3 separate regions of the Sus scrofa genome follow, and regions 2 and 3 are each linked to region 1. The links are chromatin contacts, called in public HiChIP or PLAC-seq maps. All regions are on one chromosome and are shown on one strand. The core of a region is the stretch at or near the end of the contact, and the rest is flanking DNA. Distances in the headings are between cores, read along the strand shown. Region 1 holds the start of TMUB2 (transmembrane and ubiquitin-like domain-containing protein 2). Region 2 holds the start of MPP2 (MAGUK p55 subfamily member 2). Region 3 holds the start of TMEM101 (transmembrane protein 101).

Region 1 (4,343 bases), core at 1,231-3,730:
GGTTGCTACCGCTGTCTGCTACATAGGTAGAAAGCCAAGCTAGGACCAAGGCTAGAATCAGCACCACCACACCTGCCACCACAGTCACCTCATTACCCACTCCCTCAATAAGGGTGACATCAGAGAGCTCCATGGCCTGGTTGCTGACTGGGTCCACACTGCAGGAACAAAAGGGGATAGGGTCAGCAGGGCCTGAGGGCTTGCAACCAGGTTTCCTGTTTGTTTAGGTTCTGCCTGACCCAGCCCTGACAGAAAATGGAGTTCACTGTCCTGCAGAGAGGGGCACAAACCTTCCTAACTCCGGACCCCAACCCAAGGCTACAGACTTAGCCTTTGCCTCCACTGTGAAAGGCTGACTTTCAGACTCCACACCCTTCCTGTCTCACATTCCAACCCCCCAATGAGCATGGGTCATCAAGGAAAGCTTACAGTTTCATTGTTGCTGCTACTGCTACTGTTTGTTGCTTTTTGACAGGTAGGGAAGACACTGGCTTCTTTGAGACCTAAGTTTCTCTAGGATTTCTACCACTCGGTAAAACAACGACGACACCTCCCTGGCAAAAGGCCTCCAAGGCAGCTTCAGAGAGACTAAAGAAGCCTGGAATATTTTACTTGGGGGTCCTTTTGGGAGGCACAGCACGGCCACTCTGGCCAGGTTATCTCATTTGAACCCAATCTCATTCATGGTCATGGATTTAGGTCCAGCTGTTAAGAGCCGAAGAAAATTAATCTATCATCAAAAGCAAAGCCAGGAGTTCCCACTCTGGCACAAGAGGATCGGCAGTGTCTCTGCGGTGCCAGGATGTAGGTTCGATCCCTGGGCCGACTGGGCCGGAACAGTGGTTAAGGATCCGGTGTTGCCATAGCTGCGGCGTAGGTGGCAACTGTGGCTGGGATCTGAGCCCTGGCTCGGGAACTCCTCCATATGCCTTGGGGCAACCAAAAAAGAAAAAAAAGCAAAGTGAGACCACCTCAAAGGGACAACTCTGTAGGGGCCATCACTAGACCCTATGCAGCAGACACTGTGTCTGCCTCCTCTTGAAATTCTCCTGGCAGTGAAGCAGGACACACACACAGAAACACCACCCTCCTGGGTTACCACAGGCTCACAACTACAAAACCGCTACCTGCGTGGAACTAATTTGGACAAGATTCCAAATGGCTCTCACAATCCATTTTGCAATCTTTCTTCTTGTAAGGTGGCCTCCTCCCTTGGCAGTGTCTTAGAAAGGCAGTAAGGATCTCTATTGCTCCTTGGAGTCCCTACTCTTTCCCTTTGAGATCTGCTGCTTTCATAGCTGTCCCTGGGCAAATCCCATCTAATGACTGTCGTTACCAGCCTGTTCTCACAGCATCTATAAAACTTCATTATACTTATCTACCTGTCCATCTCTCTACCAGACTCCTGGAAGACAAGGATCACATGTATTTTTCTGTGTCTCATAGAGCCCAACATAATCCCATAGCAGTTGCTCAAAGAATATCTGTGGAATATATCAACATCTGAATAATTTCCAATAGTACATGGGCCTTGGAGTCAGAAAACAAATAAACAAACCCAAACTACAAACCCCGTCTTGCCTCTTACTAGCTCTGTAACCTTAAATTCCTCGGGGCCTCAGCGTTCTCATCGGTAAAATGGGATTAAAAATAGTACCTACCTCATAAGGTCGTTTTGAAGATGAGGAGAGATCATCGAAGCAAAATACTTAGCACAGTGCCCAGCACATTGCAATTGTTCAGTAACAAATAGTAGCAATCATTTATCACTCTCACAACTAACCCCTGATGGTAAGGTTAATATCATTAACCCTGACTTACAGAAAAGAAAACTGCGGCGAATAGAGGCAAACACGACTGGCACAGGCACAGGGAACTTTTGTGGGAGGGGCCGGGCAAGACCCCAGGTCTCCCTCGGCGGAGGCCTTTGCTCTCTCCTCAATCTGTGAGCGACCCTTGATGGCGCGGTGAGGAAGGGTCCCCGATCCTGCCTATCTGAAGCGAAGGCTCCGCGTTTGGGCGGTCCTATTCCCGCGACGCTGGGGAGGGGTCCGTAGGTCCAGCCGAGCCGAAAGGCTGTCTATTCCCCGCCACAGTTCCCAGACCCAGTTCTTCCGGCCCAAGAGGGGTAAGGGAGGGTGAGGGGGTCACAAACCATCCACACCCCTCAAACTTCGGGGCGGGGCCGGGGAACTGGGGGCGGGGCTTGAGTACGCGGGGGAACATGGGAAATTAAAGGGGGACTGGACCGGTACCGCACCTGGATAAGGAAGGAGGTCCTCACCTGAAACGGCCAAACTAAGTGTTTTGACTTCGTCAAGACGGCCCATGGACTCACCTTTCTTTAGGGAATCGGGGAGGGGGCTGACTAGCCCCAATTCTGTTCAGGGTCCAGTCTCTTCCGGCTTCTCCCGGAAGCTGTTAGAACCAGAGACAGGAAGTTCCGCCTCTGCGCCTTGCACTGATGACGAAAAGCTACGTAAAGCGGGCTGACGTAAACGTATTCTTTAAATAAAAGGGACAGGTTTCTCGGCGGAAGGAGGGGCGGAGTCGTTGTTGGCGGGATCCTGGCCCTCCCGGGGCCGAGCCACGCCTGGTGGGCGGGGCCTAAAGAGCTAGGGGTGAGGAGTGGGCCCTGGAGGGAATTAGGGGAGGTGCTTGGGTAAGGGGCGTGGCTCCGCGTCTGGACGTCAAAGCTGGATGGCACCTCTGGGCAATCTAGAGCTACCCTTTCCTCTTTCGCAGCTTTCTCTATCCGGTCTTGCTCCCAACTTCCCAGACTGATTGGACTTATTACTGTCCAACAACGCGCACTGAGCTCTGGGTTAGCGGAATCAGCAGGCACTGGTCTTTCTGAGCGCCACGAGTTCAAATCAGGGCTCAGTCGGGAGCCAGGCGAGGAGACGATTTAGTAACCAACCATTCGGTGTTTCGAGATTGCGGCTCCAGATAGTGTGGCACCTTGGTAAATAAGGTGAGAAAGCATTTCAAAGAAGGCACTGATTTTTTTTCTAGGCTTGGGGTACAGGAATGGCAAGAGCCCCCAAAAAGACAGGTTTAATTTACAAGAATTTATCTGGATTTTTGCAATTAAATTTTGTTCTAAAGAGGTTCTGTGGTTTTTGCTGTTTTCCGGAGCTGCCTATGTGACCTACACCACAATTCACAGGAACAACAGATCCTTAACCCACTGAGTGATGCCAGGGATCGAACCTGCAACCTCTGGGTTGCTAGTCGGATTTGTTTCCAATGCTCCAGGATGGGAACTCCATAAGTGTTATCTTTTGTTGTTGTTTTGTTTTGTTTTTAGGGCCACCTTCGTGGCATACGGAGGTTCCCAGGCACTAGGGGTGGAATTGGAGCTGTAGCTGTGGCCTATACCACAGACCCAGGATCCCAGGATCTGAGCCTCATCTGCGACCTACACCACAGCTCCTGGCAACACAGGGTCCTTAACCCACTGCGAAAGACCAGGGATCGAACTGGCTTCCTCATGGATACTAGTCGTGTTCATTAACCACTGAGCCACGAAGGGAACTACTCTGGTGAACTATGGATTGAAGAAGTATAAATAATGCAGATGGTCAAGCTAAAAAGCGAAAAGCTCAATAGTTTTCACCACAGAACAGACCAGGGGAACCAGGTCTTAAGAAATAAAAAGATACCCCAAAACCTCCCTTCAGTCCTCTTCCAGCCACTATCTTCCAAAGAGAAGTCACTATTGGAGCGGAAACAAACCAACTAGGAACCATGAGGTTGTGGGTTTGATCCCCTGCTTTCAATTCTTTTGTCTGACTTCTTTTGATTAACATTGTGTTTGTGAAATAAATGGTGCAGTTTTAATTTCTGCATAAATGTGCCTTTTGGGTTTAAAGTGTAGTTTTCTTTCTTTCTTTTTCTTTCTTTCTTTTTTTTTTTTTTTTTTTTTTTGACTGCCCCCTGGTAGATGGAGTTCCCAGGCCAGAGATGAGATCCAAGCCAAAATCTCCACCTTCACCACAGCTGTGGCAGTGCCAGACCCTTAACCCACTGTGCCAGGCTGGGGATCAAACCTGTGTCCCAGTGCTGCAGAGACACTGCCAATCCCATTGCAATACAGTAGGAACTCCAAGTTTGGTATTTTTATTTTGATGAACACGAGAGAGAGCAGGGCATCAGGCTCAGTTAAAGAAAATTTTCAAGAATGAGTACAGATTTACCAAGCAAATTTCCAAACAGAGAGAAGAGCAGTTTCAGGGGCTCTCAATGAATATTTGAGCACTGAGTTGGACTTCCCACCATGGCTCAGCAGAAACGAATCTGATAGTATTCATGATCCCTGGCCTTGCTCAGTGGGTTAAGGA
Region 2 (4,343 bases), core at 1,072-3,571, 220 kb after region 1:
TTTCTTTCTGTGCCCTGAATCCCAAAGCCTTGGATTTTTTTTCTTTTCTTGCTTTTTAGGGCAGCACCCGTATCATATGGAGGTTCCCATGCTAGGGGTCTAATTTAATCGGAGTTACAGCTGTTGGCCTACACGACAGCTATGCCAGACTGCAACCAGCTCACTGTAGTGCCAGATCCTTAACCCACCGAGCAAGGCCAGGGATTGAACCCGAAACCTCATGGTTCCTAGTCGGATTCGTTTCCACTGCACCAGACCGGAACTCCTGGAAAATCTTGATTTTTAGAGGAAGTAGAGACACTGCCTGCACCATTGTAACCTCTGGGGCAGAGGCAGGGAGGAAGACAGGGTTAATTACAGACCCCAAAGGGAAAGAACTCTCCCCCTCACTCTCTCTCACTCCCCCTTTCTCCCCCCACTGCCCCATCCTACCTGCCGAAGGGACAGTCCCTAACTTCCATGGGCTGCATTGTGGATCCCTCAAATCTGCTTCCTGTCCCAGTTACTCTGTTTCCCACCTGTAGCACCCTCGTTCCTTTGGGGTCCTGCTTAGCACTTTTGCTGCACTTCAGTTATGACATTCAGTTATACTACCAGAAAGTACTTTTTGTGTCTGACACCTCCACTCCTGGACCTCAACCTTTAGGAATCACTGAAGCTGGCACCAAAGCTGGTATCTGACTCAGTATCACTGAAGCAGGCACCCTATCTGGAACAGAATAAGAGCATCCTACTCTGCATCGGGAAATGTTTCTCTCTTCTCTGTAACCTCATGGGCTTATTGTGAGGATCAAGCAATTTGTCAGTTGTAAGGTCCTGAACACATGCAAGGGACGGGCATTCTATAAGGTCCTTTTGGAGAGATGCCTGTTGACTGACTAAAGAGAAAGCCAACTTGTAAGAGTAATGAATTGGGCTCCACGTTTCTAGTGGGCCAAAATCTGGGCTCCCATCTTGTCTTGGGGATCTTGATTGAAATTGAGTCTGCTGTGGGTTGCTATGGGATAATAGTTGCCTGATTGAGAAAAGTAATTAATACTTTGCAATGATTCAAGATCTTTCCACTTCCCAACCAAATGCAAATGGCCAAGTGATTCACTGCCCAGAGGTGGACAGGTGAGAGTGGAGGGTAATGCTCATAGTGGGAAGGGGAAATCTGAAGTTGAATTAGGAAGATCTTCTGGCTTGAAGGCAGAGAAGAGGGCTGGAAGCTGTGCTGGAACAAGCCTCTTTGGGAGGTTATGGAAGCCTGCATTTCCAGCCTCTGCCATCTGGGGTTGCTAACTAACTTTCTTCAGTAAGAGGTGGGCGAGCATTGCAAAATATCAGGGCTTTCAGTAGTTTGGCTTTGTTCTGTGGCTTTCCCCCTTACCTCTACCCAAACCTATGCTCTCTGGAGCTCTGGGGCTCGCTGAGTGTCCTGAGACCCGGGGACCAATCCCCTGCTTCCAGGATGAATTTCCCAGTCAAACCCATTTCTGAGATTTCCAAGCAAGTTTGCAGGATGCTGTCCTTTCCTGATCTTAGGAGCCCTGCATATTCTAGAGCGCAACTGGAAGGGCTGGGGTGGGGCACCGCAGCCAGAGTAATATCACCGCTGGCCCCGAAGTCTCTTCGCACTTAGTGAAGGGTGGTCTCCTGTCTGAGTCGTCAGTATTCCGAAGCCGTAGCAGTATCTCTTCTATGCTCAGATCTTCGGCTGCACGTGCAACAAGGTTTAAAAATTTTTTTCATTTCTTGAAATGGTACTCTGAGGGATAGCGAGTGCCTTCGTTCTGCGCTCCATAGACAGGAGTATAGATAAGCTCTCCCTTCCAGTCTTCAAATAGAGTCTTCAACCTTTTCGTGAGGACACCCCCCCTTTTTTTCTTTCTTTTCTTTTTTTGCAAATTCGCCTAGAGATTCTGGGATCCAGGCATTCACCGCTGAGTCCTTAAAAGCTGCCCGTGGGACGGAGGCCCTATGGGAGTGGGTCTTTTGCTACTTGGGGGTCTCCCTAAACTCCTCCTTTTCCCTTTTCTCATTGGGAAACTGGATAATGAGGAAAGCCGAGGCACCCCGGGGACTGGTCCTCGGATCTAAGCTGAGAGAAGGGGCGGGTAATCTTTCAGCATCGCCCTTTTAAGGGATTGCTGTGAGTCGAGGGATGCTAGTGGCTACAGGTCCCAGTCTTTGCTTTCTTGAGTGGGAAGCGCGTGTGTGTTGGGGTGGGTGGTCGTGATCTGTGCAGTGTCTCCCAAACCACCACTTCCCCGCCCACCCACTAGCTGCTTGAAAAGCCTGCTTACCTCCAGGTCGTCCCACTGCGTCTATACCCGCCTCCCCTTCTCTCCAGTCTCGGTCTCCGCCCCCTCGCTCACTGGAGGCCTCGCCGCTTTAAGAGCCGGGGTAGCGATTGACAAGCAATAAACGCGGAGCGCCGGGCTGTGCTGGAGCCACCCCGAGCTAGGGGCCTCCAGGGGCTCAGGTAGGCGCCCCCTCGGCCCCAGGACAGCACCCATCCCAGGGCCCTGTCTCCTCTTCGTTCTGGCGCAGCACCTAGGGCCCTTTCTCCGCATCTCATCTCCCTTGGTCTCTATGCTCAGGGCCATCGCCTGCATCTCCACCAACCGCCCCCACCCCCTTTTCTAGGGTCCGTCTAGAGAGAGACCAAACCCCGCTGCCCACTGACGCTGCCCATCCCCGCCCCCGCGGTGAGGGCTCCAAAGTGACGTCAGGCACAGAGCGGGTGAGCTGTTCGGGGCGCTGGTGTCCGTGCGGCCTCTCCAGGGGCTGTGCGGATTCTGGGGACTTCAGAGCCAGGCATTACGTAAGAATCGCGCTGTTAGCTCTTCCAGGGGTGGGGGCGCAAGACAGAGATTATGTGGGTCCCCGTGGCTCCCCGGCCACCTTAGGAGACCAACACCTCAATCCTTCCTGGGAGGGGGTCCTGGGAAGGGGGTGTGCTGCTGCTTCCGCCTCTCAGGTTGTAGAGGGGGCGGGTCTGGGGCGGGGCCAAGGCTAAGATCTGGGGACCTGGGAAGGGATCGGTGCCAGGACCGAGGAGCCAGGGCCAGGAAAGTTAGGTCAACTGGGGCGGGGGCCGGGGGAGAGTGAGGACGGGGCGGGGTGGGGGCAGCCATGCAGTGACCTCATCCCTGGTCTCCAGCGGGCGCTCAAGCAAAGAGCCTTCTTTGATGGCTCGCAACACACCCCCTCCCTCTAGGTCCTAGCGCCCAACGTGTTAGTGCTGGACCCTGGGCCGGGGCGCTCTGATTCTCAGTGCATGCTGGCCCCCGCGACCACTTAGGCCCCCATCCCTCAGTCTGTCTACGCCTCCCCACGACCTGTCGGTCTGCAAAGCGCCTTTGTCAGACCTTTCTTCTCTACATCTCTTTGTACGTGTGTTGATGGAGCTTGGAGGAAACCTCCCCCTTTCCCGGTGGGCCCGCATCATCTAGCAACCCTGAACGAAGTGGAGAGCCTGGAGGTAGGGGTGAGGGGGCACAGGGCTCAGGCTTCAGGAAGCCGAGTTGCGGGTTCCCAGATGCCTGGGCTCCTGACCTTGGCTCGGAGCCAGGCTGGCTTGCCTGGCACTTCTGTTCTCCTGTGGGCACAGCCGGACCCCGCCTTCTTCAAGGCTTGGGTGGGGGTGGGGCAGAGCTAGCCTATGTCGTGGGAACCGACTCCCCAGGGAGAAAACCCAGGCTGGCTGGGCAAGACTTCTGGGGACAGGACCTCCCTGCCCCTTCCCATTCTCCAACCTCTGGGGAAGGAGGACATCTGGAATTCTCTTTGCCAGTAACTGTCAGAGAGAGTAGCGCCAGCCAGGAGAAGGCTCTAGGTTCCAGGTCCTCAGAACCTGAGAGGGGGGAGGAAGGGATCCCTCCGCGACGCTCTCTAGGAATAGGGACAACAGGAGTTGGCATCCGGGGCACTACCTGGCACAGTGGATCCTGGGCACTGCTCCAGCCTGGGTGCCAGCCTGACGGGGGGGGGGTGCCCTTCCTCTCCGAAGCTTCTTTCCTCCTTGTCCTGAGGAGGCAGACCCAGCAGGAAGGGGAGCCATCCTTTCACCTTTGTAATTTCTACTTTCTAAGCTCAGATGACCAGCTCAGGCCTGGGTGGCGGATGAGAGTAAAGAGGATTTTATTAAAATCAGGTAGTGGTCCCACCAGGGACCTTTTGACAAGGAGGAAGTGAAGTTGCGGCTCCCCCACCCCCAGGGCCAGGAGCATTCAGTCCAAAAGTGGGCACTGCCAGCTGCTTCCCACTACTCCCCCACCCCTGCTATGAGCCACTGCCTCCCGTTGCCATGGCAACCGGGAATTAGGGTTTTCTCCAACAGCACAGGCCCAGGAAGG
Region 3 (4,343 bases), core at 705-3,204, 140 kb after region 1:
GGAAGTAGGCAAAACGACTTTTAACCCAGTCTTTTCATTCTCAGTGCCTGGAGATTTCCCACTCCTATCCCGACCCCAATCCCAGCGATCACACACTCTCATTCCCTAGCTTTCTGCATGGGTAGATCTCTTTCTCAGCATTCTTTCTGATATACCCAGGCATCCTAGTGAGTTTGTTTTGTTTTGTTTCGGTAGTACCTGTGGCAAATGGAAGTTTCTGAGTCAGGGATCGAACTTGTGTCACTGCAGCAGGACAACACTGGGTCTTTAACCTGCTGAGCCACAAGGGAATCCCGTATTCTAGTGACTGTAAGAAAACTAGATGTGAAAAGGTGTTTTGTTGTCTAGCTTTCACTGGCTGATTGGAAACTTTATTTTATGTTATATTAATATAAATATAAATATAACATACAATAAAATCATAATATGATCATATAATTAGAACACAAGCAAATATAAATATAGTTTCATGATATAATAGTTTATATGTTACATATAAATTATATATATATATATATATTTTTTTTTTTTTTTCTTTTTTGGCTGCACCCTTGGAAGTTCTTTGGGCCAGGGATCAAATCCAAGCCGAAGCTGTGACCTGCATCACAGCTGTGGCAATGCCTGAGTTTAACCCACCGTGCCACAGCAGGAACTCCCATGATGGTGAATTTTAAATTCACATTGTCAGAAATGTTATTTGGACACCAGCCCTCTTCCCTTCACTACCCCCAGGGAAATGGAAACAGATTTCCCAAATTAAAAGGCCTAATGGAAGTACTTGTAGTCTTAACTTCAGTATTAGAAGATGAATTTATATGTTGCAGGGTGGGGGTGGAGGAAGATAGGTAGGGGTAGCGTTGTGGTGGCAATCCCAGAGTGCCCAGAACTTTTGCTTATTTATTCAACACATAATTACTGAGACAAAACGTAGTGGTAACACCTTGTGTTTATTTATCTATGCAGCACACAATTCATGAATGCATCTTCCTAGGCCCTGAGGATATAATAGTAAAAAAAGGAGATGTTATCCTTGCCCTCATGGAGCTCACAATCTAGTGTTAATCTAGTCATTAACAAACAAAAAAATCACAAGTATATAATTGCCAATATATCAAGTGAATCAAAGGAAGGGTGCCTGATGGTTATGAGAACATAAAATGGGCGAGCCGAGGCGTTCCCCCTGTGGCCTAGTAGGTTAAGGACCTGGTGTTTCTGCAAAAGCGGGCGCAGCACCCCTGGCCCAGGAAATTCCGTATGCTGCTGGGTGTGGCCCTAGAAAGAGGAAAAAAGAAAAAGCAAAACACCGAGGAGCTGAAAACAAAGAAGTGGGGAAGACCGGTGGAAGCCTACTGCAGTTAAACTGACAAAAGGTGGTGGTTTGGGCTAGAGTGGGAGCACCGAGCTGGAGAAAAACACACTGATTGAGATGTCTCATGTCCACATCAGCGCGCTCTCTTCTCTCAGGGGACAGCAGAAGTGCAGACCAGGGCCAGACTTCTCAGGAGTGGCTCTTAGAAGACCCTCCTACTTTGAACTTAAGCAGAAGCAGAGGGTTTCCTCTGGTGTGGGGGTTGTGTGTGTGTGTGTACACTATTGAACCCGCCATGTGCTAGGACCAGCACTGTCCCCCTTTCCCAGATATATCTTGTGAAGTGTAAGGCGATAGGGTTGGAGCCCAGGTTTAGATGCATTCAAAAGTTAGTTCGTTTACTGTTCCTTTTTCTACTCTAATTTTCAATTTTACAGCTACACGAAGGGGCCCTTAAGCCTCAGTGGGCAGAAGTTAAGGCTGAACCCCGCAGCTAGAACACTTCCCTCGGTCCAGAACTAGAGAAAGAGAGCTTTGTTTCCCGACGGAAGGGGAAAAAAAACCCTCGCGAGGCCCGGAAGTTGCGCGTTGCATTGCCCTCACCCACCTCCCTGGCCGGGGTGAGGCCGCGGCGGACTGCCCTTCTTCAAGATGGCGTCGAAGATGGGTTCGCGACGGTGGATGCTGCAGCTGATCATGCAGCTGGGTTCCGTGTTGCTCACACGCTGCCCCTTCTGGGGCTGCTTCAGCCAGCTCATGCTGTACGCTGAGAGGGCCGAGGCGCGCCGGTGAGCGGCTCCGCGCGGTCGCTGAACGTGGTGGGGGCTGTCCGGCCCGTCTCAGGAACGGGGGTGCGGTGAGGTGGGGAAGAAGTCGGGGCCCAGAAAGTTGGGACGCTTGTACTGGGGGGGATTTGGGGCCTCAAACTTGTTAGGGACTCTGGTCTGGAGCAAGGTGGGTAGCGAGGGTAGTGCGGGGTCCTAGCCATGAGGGGGGCTCTGGTTTGGGGAAGCAGTGGAGCTTGCGGGAGCTCAGGGTGTCCCGAGGCTCTTCCCGCTTCATTCTTTGCTTCATTCTGTCCTTGTTCCTTCCCACCTCCCGGCTCACAGGAAGCCCGACATCCCAGTGCCCTACCTGTACTTCGACATGGGGGCGGCCGTGCTGTGCGCTAGCTTCATGTCCTTTGGAGTGAAGCGGCGCTGGTTCGCGCTGGGAGCCGCACTCCAGCTGGCCGTTAGCACCTACGCCGCCTACATCGGGGGCTACGTCCACTACGGGGACTGGCTGAAGGTGAGCACCTCGGCCCTAGATGGGACCTCGCTGGGATGACGAGGAGCCAGTGCCCGGCACAGTTGGGTGAAGCCTGAGAAGGCGGAACCCCAGGCTTGTAGAGATTATCACAGATCGCAGAACAGAAGGATTTAGAGACCACACAAGCCTGCCTTTCAAAGTGTGGAAACTGAGGTCCAGAGGTGGGAAACAGACTTTCCCAAAGTTACACCACAGTTGGCATTACATTTACATTTAAATCCTTGGTTTAGGATGTAGTCTGTTATCTCAGACTCATAGGACAAAAAGGACCTTTGAAATATCTGATCTGACCATCTGATTTTATGAAATTTAATTAATCCTAGGGCAGCATTTAAGCCTGTAAATGCCAGAACCTGTGCTAGGCACTACATGCTTGGAGAAAAGCCTGGACTAAGGCACTACCCTCAAGGAATGGACTGTCAGTCCAGTAGGGGAGGCAGATGTGTGAATAGCTGCAGGACAGTGAGATCAGTGGTTACTTTGTGGAACAGACTATACTGTACACCAGAAAGAACACTGGGATTCAAGGGAGCAGAACTGGGGTGGGGAGGGGGGGCAATGCTTGGCATCTGGGTTCTGCCGCTTACTTTGTGTAGGACCTTGGACGACTTTATTAACCCTTCAGGGCCTCACTTTTCACTTCTGATAAAAAGAGTTATCTATCTCTGCTCTACCTGCCCACCACACTTGGAAATGCTAAGAGGGTTCATCACGTGGAGTGGGATGCTTCGAGATGGGCAGGCAGTTCTGCGCTGCGGGCAGCCAGCAGACCTGTGGTGGCTTCAGTTCCTGACTGGGGTCCCCTCGCCTCGGCCTAGGTCCGCATGTACTCGCGCACAGTTGCCATCATCGGCGGCTTTCTTGTGCTGGCCAGCGGCGCCGGGGAGCTGTACCGTCGGAAACCCCGCAGCCGTTCCCTTCAGTCCACCGGCCAGGTCTTCCTGGGCATCTACCTCATCTGCGTGGTAGGTTGGGGGAACGGTTGACTGGAGATGCTTGACGGAGTGAGCTGTGAGCCTGAGCCTGGCAGAATGCAGGGAGGTGGGCAGGATGAGGCCTCGCATGCAGTTCCTGATGACCTGGCTCCTGGCAGTTGCCCTGACCAGCTTCTGAGCCTTGGGGGACCTTCAAGAGACTGAGGGCTGGCTCAGAGTCCCTTCTTCCAACATGATGGCCACCCGGGAGAGGAGAGGGTGGATCGACCATTCAGTCCTAAGCCTGAGAGCCAGGATAGCAAGATGGCCTGCTCCTCTCACGGTTTCAGCCCCCAGAGGATTGGGAGAGGGGACAGAGGGGAGGTTTGGAGCTGATGGGGCTGCCTGGCAGAACCGGTTATATCCTGGGTGCTAGGGGAGGCCGGGGTGGATGGGGACGTGGACAGGCCCTGGGTCACTTGGCTTCATCTTAGTTCCTGGGCACCATCTCCCATGTGCAGGGTTCTGTGTTCAGAGGTGAGAGTCCTGGTCTGACTGTGGAACCTCTTCCTTTCCGAGCCCGCAGGGTGGGGAGACACAGAGGCCCCAGCCTCATGGTGTTCCCTAGCCTGAGGGAGAGACACAGAAAGCCCCCTGGGCAGAGGAGGGAGTTAGAAGCTCACCCTGTAGGTGCTGGCTTGTGTCTCGGGGAGGCCTTCCCCGGACAAGCTGCTTGGCCTGTTGGAGAGCCTCAGAGGGCGCTGTGTCTCTAGGCCTACTCCCTGCAGCACAGCAAGGAGGACCGGCTG

Evidence for each region. HiChIP or PLAC-seq counts read pairs in DNA pulled down with a chosen protein or histone mark.
Region 2: a contact with region 1 is called in an H3K27ac HiChIP or PLAC-seq map of alveolar macrophages. The contact joins the promoter of MPP2 here to the promoter of TMUB2 in region 1. A contact is called at or near these places in 1 of 47 Hi-C or Micro-C datasets (heart right ventricle) and 1 of 2 datasets of contacts at active chromatin or transcription factors (alveolar macrophages).
Region 3: an H3K27ac HiChIP or PLAC-seq map of alveolar macrophages shows a contact between it and region 1. The contact joins the promoter of TMEM101 here to the promoter of TMUB2 in region 1. A contact is called at or near these places in 3 of 5 promoter capture datasets (fetal liver, fetal skeletal muscle and liver), 3 of 47 Hi-C or Micro-C datasets (alveolar macrophages, liver and skeletal muscle) and 1 of 2 datasets of contacts at active chromatin or transcription factors (alveolar macrophages).

Annotation. Positions count from the first base shown.
Region 1 is chr12:19,021,745-19,026,087 of Sscrofa11.1, forward strand. TMUB2 (transmembrane and ubiquitin-like domain-containing protein 2) reads right to left here and starts at 2,481. Exons shown (of 3, transcript XM_021066887.1): 1 at 2,339-2,481; 2 at 1-158. The coding sequence starts at 133.
Region 2 is chr12:19,237,236-19,241,578 of Sscrofa11.1, forward strand. It overlaps MPP2 (MAGUK p55 subfamily member 2), which reads left to right and starts at 2,322. Exons shown (of 13, transcript XM_021066901.1): 1 at 2,322-2,467.
Region 3 is chr12:19,163,679-19,168,021 of Sscrofa11.1, forward strand. TMEM101 (transmembrane protein 101) reads left to right here and starts at 1,955. Exons shown (of 4, transcript NM_001244685.1): 1 at 1,955-2,097; 2 at 2,419-2,599; 3 at 3,439-3,585; 4 at 4,308-4,343. The coding sequence starts at 1,961.